Regions from separate parts of the Mus musculus genome. Here region 2 is linked to region 1. The links are chromatin contacts, called in public promoter capture Hi-C maps. All regions are on one chromosome and are shown on one strand. The core of a region is the stretch at or near the end of the contact, and the rest is flanking DNA. Distances in the headings are between cores, read along the strand shown. Region 1 holds the start of Nr1h2 (nuclear receptor subfamily 1, group H, member 2). Region 2 holds the start of Nfkbid (nuclear factor of kappa light polypeptide gene enhancer in B cells inhibitor, delta).

Region 1 (3,316 bases), core at 262-2,761:
CCCGCCCTTCCTTCACAAAGCCCCACACCCCTGTTCCTGTCTCCCCATCTCACCCACGATGTAGGCAGAGCTGGACCCTTCAGAGCCTGGAGGAGGATCAGTCTCCTGCCCCTCTTCCTTAATAGTGGGTGACGTGGCGGAGGTACTGGGCTGAGGAGAACCATTCCCTAGGAAAAGGAAGACAGGACAGTGAGCTTCTCCAACACTGTGGAAGGGGCTGGCTAGGGAAAGCCCGTCACTCACCAGGCACGGGAGTGTCCAGAGAACTTGTGGGGGAAGACATAGTGGGTCACGAAGCAGCCTGCTGAACATAGGGGAGCCAGCCAATTACAGGGCATAATAGGGGTGTCTCTTCTTCCAGTGCTCACGGACTCTTGAGACATGATCTCATACAGCTCAGGCTACCCGAACTATGTGGCTGAACAGCTTGAACCACCTCCAAAATCTTGGAACACACTACTCTAGGCTGTCCTGGGATCTTCCGCACTCCTGCCTCGGCCTCTCAAGTGCTGCCATTACAAGACTGTGCCACACCTCAGTGTTTTTAACTTCTATATTGAGCCCCCACTCCCAGCCCTAGTTCCTAATAAACATCACACACTTTAACATGCCCAACCCGGCCCACTGCTCCTTCCACCTCTCTACGAATCATGACCTCAGAGAGCCCAACAACTCTATTCCTCTTCTGTGAGCACCAACTGTGCTCTTATCATGGGAGATCCTAACTTTGCCCCGCCTCTCCCATCAGGGCGCAACCATTACCCTTCTACCATAGGCTCCTTCAAGGCTTTAACGCACCCCAATACAGACCCCAGACCCTACCCATCCCATCAAGTCCCTGGCCCCACCCCTTCCCACTCTGGAGCAGAAACCCAAATTCCGCCCCGTTCCTCCTAGGCTCCGCCCCTCTCATTCCCCCAAAGCCAATTATAGGTCTTCACTGTGCCACGCCCTCCATGCCTCTGCCCCTCCCAATCCCCCCCAACAGTGGTCTAGGCCCCGCCCCAAGAATCAAAAGCCTTTAATCACAGACTATCTACAGCAGGCCTTCTGCCCATCTGTGTCCCGCCCCCGCCCACCAACCATAGGCTTTCCCTACGCCCCGCCCCGTAGAGTCACGCCCACCTTGTTCCAGGCCCCGCCCCTCTCCGTGCACCAGGGGGAGGCGGGGCTCATGACTGCACCGGCGATCGGGAGGGGGGTCGCAGGGGGTCTCCGACTCTGTTGCCCTGGAAACGGCCGTGGGAGGCGAGAGCTGCGAGGAAAGTGAGGGAAGGATGCGCGCGCTAAGCGGGACCCACGGCGATCCGCGTACCGGGCTCAGTCCCACCTGCCCGGCCGCCCGGCGCACTTGCCTCTGTGTCCGCACCGGTGATTGTGCCTCCACAGCACTTTGGAAGTAACTTCAGAAGCCTGGGAGTAGCTCGAAGCAACAGCGCTTGCTGAGCGAAAAGCAAAAGTAACTTCGCCACTTCTTCCGGCAACCCCGCTGCGCGTCACTTCCGGAAGTAGGCGGACCGGGAAAGGTGACAGACTTCCGGTCTGCCAGGGCGCCACCGACTGTGAGGCCTCGGCCGGAAGTGGCACACCGGAAGTTTATTTCTTCTGGTAGTTCCCCTCTGGGACTCAGAAAAAAGTTCCGGAAAGTTCTTTCGTTTCTTTTCGCAGGTGGCTAACGAAGCAGGTTTTAACCTTTTTGAGTAGTTTAAAGTTCTCTACTTTTGTAGCGGTGCTGCATGGCTGCTTTTTAAAAAAATTTTTGTCTTGATTTTGAGACAGGATCTCTTATTTCAAGGGTGGCCTTAAACTTCTGAGCCTGTTGCCTTTACCTCCCCATTATTGCGGTAGCAGCTCCTCTTCCAGCCCTGTATGTTGGTTCTAAATATTTTAAATTTGGAGATGGCAAGATGGTTACAGGATGGTTTTAAGCCTAAAAAGCTTAAAGGCTTTTCATACCTTAAACTTCTCCAGCTCAGGGCTTGGGCTGCCCTTCCCTTTATAATCCAGCCGATTTGGTTACTGGGTCCTTTACTCTCCTGGCTCGCCTCTCTCTCCTTCTCCTTCTCCTCCTCCTCACATGTCCTGATTCTGGATCTTGTTCACTTTGGACTCTCTTGATGTCCCCGCCTCGGGAACTTTTTTTTTTTTTTTTAAGATTTATTTATTTATGTATATGTGAGTACACTGTAGCTGTCTTTAGACACACCAGAAGAGGGCATCAGATCTCATTACGGATGGTTGTGAGCCACAATGTGGTTGCTGGGATTTGAACTCAGGACCTTCAGAAAAGCAATTGGTGCTCTTAACTGCTGAGCCATCTCTCCAGCCCAGGAACTTTTTTATACAAGAATTTATTTTTGCATTCAGCTTCATAATAGGAAGAAGTAAATATAAAAAAGGCAAATTGGGTGCAGACCCATGCCTGCAATAAGCAAACAGACCCAGGCAAGGCAAGAGGATTGCTTTTAGTTGGAAGCCAAATTGAGCTAGGAAGTGAGACCTGGCCATCAGCTAAATGTGAATAAACAAGTAGCCTCAACCCCTCTCCCATAAAAGTAATAATACCAGCTTTTTCACAAAAGATTGAAATACTTGTGTGAATCTCAGATGGAAAACATTCAGAGATTGTTTCTCCGCACTCCCCACTTATGGACAGTTGGGAATCTTTATTAAGCACAAATTCTTGCTTTTACTTAACTTTTGTTGCTGTTGTTCTTGGTTTTGTTTTGTTTTGTTTTTTGTTGTTGTTGTTTTGGTTTTGTTTTGTTTAGGTTTGGTTTTTTCGAGACAGCGTTTCTCTGTATAGTCCTGGCTGTCCTGGAACTCACTTTGTAGACCAGGCTGGCCTCGGACTCAGAAATCCGCCTGCCTCTGCCTCCCAAGTGCTGGGATTAAAGGCGTGCGCCACCACCGCCCGGCCACTGTTGTTCTTGTTGATTTGTTTGTTTTGCAAGGCAGGGTTTCTTTGTGTAGCCATGGCTGTCCTAGAACTGCTTCTGTAGACCAGGCTGGCCTTCATCTCCTAAGAGAGTTGGCCAAGGCCTCTGCCTCCCATGTGCTAGGATTAGAAGTGCATACCACCACTACCTGGTTTAACCCCCACCCCCTTTTAAAAGCATGGTCTCGCCATTCTAGCTGTCCTAGAACTCTATGTACACCAGGTTGGCTTCCAGGTCAGAGATAGATCCTCCTGCCTCTGCCTCATGAGTACTGGGATTAAAAGTGCCATGCTATGATAATCTAACAAATTCTTACAAAGTTGAGGCTGGAGCCTACGTTACCTCAGTCATGCAACAAAATTGGTCCTGAGACCCAG
Region 2 (3,316 bases), core at 500-2,999, about 14 Mb before region 1:
TGCCCCTCTAGGAAAAAGCAGGACCCTTAAGCACCTACTTCCAGGAAGACCAAGTAATGACACTCTTCAAGGTCAGCCCCTCCCATTCAGAGTCTAAGTTAGCTCTGCGGCTTCACCCGGGACTCCGGGGACTGTGGGCGGGGCTCCGCCTTGAACCGGGCGTGGCCAAAAGACGAATTTAAAAACTCGCGGGGGACCTGGCTTTAGATCGGGGACCCGGCGGCGGCTCCGCGGGGCAGGTAGCGAGGCTGGCGCAACGCCGAGGCCGCGGCCCTGGGGGCCCACAGTCTGCATCCAAGAATCCTCGAGGTAAGAGCTGGGGGTAAAGCGAGGAACGCGCCTTTCTGGATGCTTTGAAGGTTGGCTGGAGCGTAAAGCTGGGCCCTGAGAATTGATTCTGGACGTTGAAGAGGAGAGGCTGGGATCCTGGACTTCTGAGTCCTTGGGAGTGTTGGACATCCTTGGGAGTTGGGGTGCAAGGACTGAGAGGCCTGATACCGGGGGTTCTCTAAGAGGACGAAGTGACCCGGACTCCTTCACCCAAGGAGGGGCTGCATTGCATCCTTGAAATTGCGGTTATGGACGCAGGTTTGGGCCTCGAAGGTCGGGCGCTGGACCTCAGGAGTCCACTCTGGTAGAGAGCAGCCCCGCCCTGGGACTTCCCAGAGCACCACTGGTGCAGGGTGCCCGGGCCGAACAGGAATTCCCCGTGCGCGGGGATTCCACGGGCGCCGCGCTTCGCTGCGTGCCCCGCCTCCGAGCCAGACACCTGCGGCGCGCGCGTGCGGAGCGGAACTGGGAGGTGGAAGATTCCCTTGCGTTAGCGCCGTGACGTCAGCGCGCGGCGTCTCGTCTCGAGGGTTTCCGAGTCAGTCCTCGGCTGACTTTAACCCTTCTCGCGCTGGAGTCTGAGCTGGGAAGTCTGGGCTGGGGATTTGCTCTTCTTGGGTCGAGGGAACCGGATTTTCAGGTCTCAGAGGAGACTGAGGGTCTGTACTCTTGGGTTCTGGGTGAATGGATTGTGCCAATGGGATACAGGGGCATCTCCGGGATGGTTGGTCCCTGCTATTCCCAAGTTTGCCGAGGTGGGGGCGGGAGCTTTGCGACTCCAGATCCCTGGATCATTGAGGAACTACACCGCTACTGATTTGGTGGATCCTGGCAGAGAGGCTAGAGCAAGAGTGGTGATCCCAAGACTTGGAGAGGAGCAACTCACCCTTTCCTGTGCTGAGGACTCTGGGCTTACGTTCTACCATCCACCCAGCCTTGCGCCCAGCCCCACATGTCAGATTCTAGAACAGAGAAACATTTTGTTGTTGTTTTGAGACAGAGGTCTCAGGTAGTCCAGGTTGGCCTCTCACTTCGTTTATAGATGAGTCTGGCCTTAACACCTGACCCTCTGCCACCACCTCGCTGGGATTGCAGGGGTGTGCCTCTACTCCTAGTTAAAACAGAGATATTGGGAACCTGGAAATGCCTTTTCGGGAAGTTGAGATTAGCAAACCCCAGTCCTCCACTCCTAGTGTTAGGACCTGGTCGCCTAGGTTGGGATTTTTAACGGATGTGGTGGTGCTTCCGAGGAGCCCGGTGTCTCCGGAGAAGATAGATGCTTCAGAGAAGTGCTAGCCTCCCCACTTCCTCAGTTTCCACTACGGTGGTGGAAAGTTGGTGCGGAGGAAAAGCGTGGAGGAAAAGGAAGGAAATGGCGGAGGCGGGGCCCTGCACTCAACATCTTCTGTTGGCTTTGTAGTTCTCCAGCTCGCTCGAAGGAAAGGAGGGCGCCCACATGCACTCCCAGCCACCCACCGCTGCCACCGAGGCTGCATTCGGGTGACTTAAACATTCCTGATGACTTCCTTCTGTCTTCCCACACACAGTGAGTCGGCCTGAGCGTAGTCACTGCCCAACACAGACGGTAAAGAAGCTTCTGGAAGAACAGAGGCGCCGACAGCAGCAGCCAGAGGCTGCTGGGGTGCCGGTGAGTCTCTGGAAGTCGCCATGTGCGCTGGGGGAGATGGGAGTTGTAGTCCTGACTCTGAGGCTCTGCAGGTGGGGGACAGACCTGGAAGAATCTTCCAGATTCATAAATTCATTTCCTTTACATTGCAGGGACACTTCTCCCCTCCTCTGGTCCAGCCACTGACTCCATCTGTGAATGAGGCAGAGCCAGGTAAGAATAAAGTTAGCTCCTAGCCCAGCTTCTCTTAGACTCAGGCATCCCAGCTCTTAGACCTTTGGGGACCGAGGAGTCAGGCAGCTCTCATTATTCTTGAGCCATATGGGAAATTTTGATGACCAGCCTGCCATCGTTGCACATGTCTATATTCCCAGTACTCCGGAGTTGAGGGGGGGCGGATTGCCATTGGGTTTGAGGTCATGTGGTTTTTTTTTTTTACTAGCAAGTTCCAGGCCACCTAGAGCTATCTAAGACACCTTGTCTTATAACCAAAACCCCTGGAATTTGACGTTGGTTTTCAGTAGCCCAGTAGTCCATGAATAGTGTCCTTCAAGCATCCAGGGTTTAAGACTCCAGGACTTCAGATCCCAGTTGCTTGAGATCCAGTAGGCCTGGCATCGCAGCTTGCTGATGCCCCAGGACTGGAGGACCCAGCTCCTCAGTGTCTCAGGACCTCTGGAGACTCCAGGTTTACCTTCCCTGGCCATGTCTCCAGGCTGTAATAACAGGCTGGTTCTGACCACCCTCTCTGTTTCAGGCCATACTCATTTCCCTGCCTTCCAAGAGACTGTGGATTCCGGACCTGGCAACCTGGCTCCCCCTTCAGGCTTTGCAGACTGGGACCCTAGCATCCATGCTACCTATACAGAGGGCTCTTTCCCATTCTCTGCTTCTGAAGGCTTCCTGACTCCTGATTTCTACCCTCCGTCAGACCCAGGCCGGTCAGGCCCATTTCCCCTGGTGATGGAGGTAAACTATAGGGTGGGGACAGATGCTTAAGGGCCCCTAAAAACTTCTCAGTGGTGCTGAGCCTAGTGGCGCAGGCTTGTCATCCCAGCTACTCCGGAGGCAGAGGTAGAAGGATCAAGACCTACCTGGGCTACAGAATGAGTTCTAGATTGCCCTAGCCACAATAATAGGACCTTTTTTTTTTTTTTCCTAAATAAAGGGAAAAAATAAGTGGAAAACAGAAAGACTATTGGGAGTTTTGCTCTGTGGTCCAGCTCTTTCCTCACATGTGTGAGGCCATGGGGTTCAGTCTCCATGAGGTAGGGATGGAGAGTAGAGAATCTCAGTATTCTGAGATGTCAGGGACTGGTTTAAGATCCCATCCTGGGCCAAGTGCACTGGCTTATGCCT

What was found. Promoter capture Hi-C pulls out the DNA fragments that hold promoters and counts their contacts.
Region 2: a contact with region 1 is called in a promoter capture Hi-C map of pre-B cells. The contact joins the promoter of Nfkbid here to the promoter of Nr1h2 in region 1. A contact is called at or near these places in 3 of 39 promoter capture datasets (cranial neural crest, maxillary cranial neural crest and pre-B cells).

The regions. Positions count from the first base shown.
Region 1 is chr7:44,552,454-44,555,769 of GRCm38.p6, forward strand. Nr1h2 (nuclear receptor subfamily 1, group H, member 2) reads right to left here and starts at 1,512. Exons shown (of 10, transcript NM_001285517.1): 1 at 1,356-1,512; 2 at 1,126-1,255; 3 at 244-301; 4 at 54-167. The coding sequence starts at 283.
Region 2 is chr7:30,421,526-30,424,841 of GRCm38.p6, forward strand. It overlaps Nfkbid (nuclear factor of kappa light polypeptide gene enhancer in B cells inhibitor, delta), which reads left to right and starts at 1,750. Exons shown (of 11, transcript NM_172142.4): 1 at 1,750-1,978; 2 at 2,110-2,170; 3 at 2,715-2,926. The coding sequence starts at 2,921.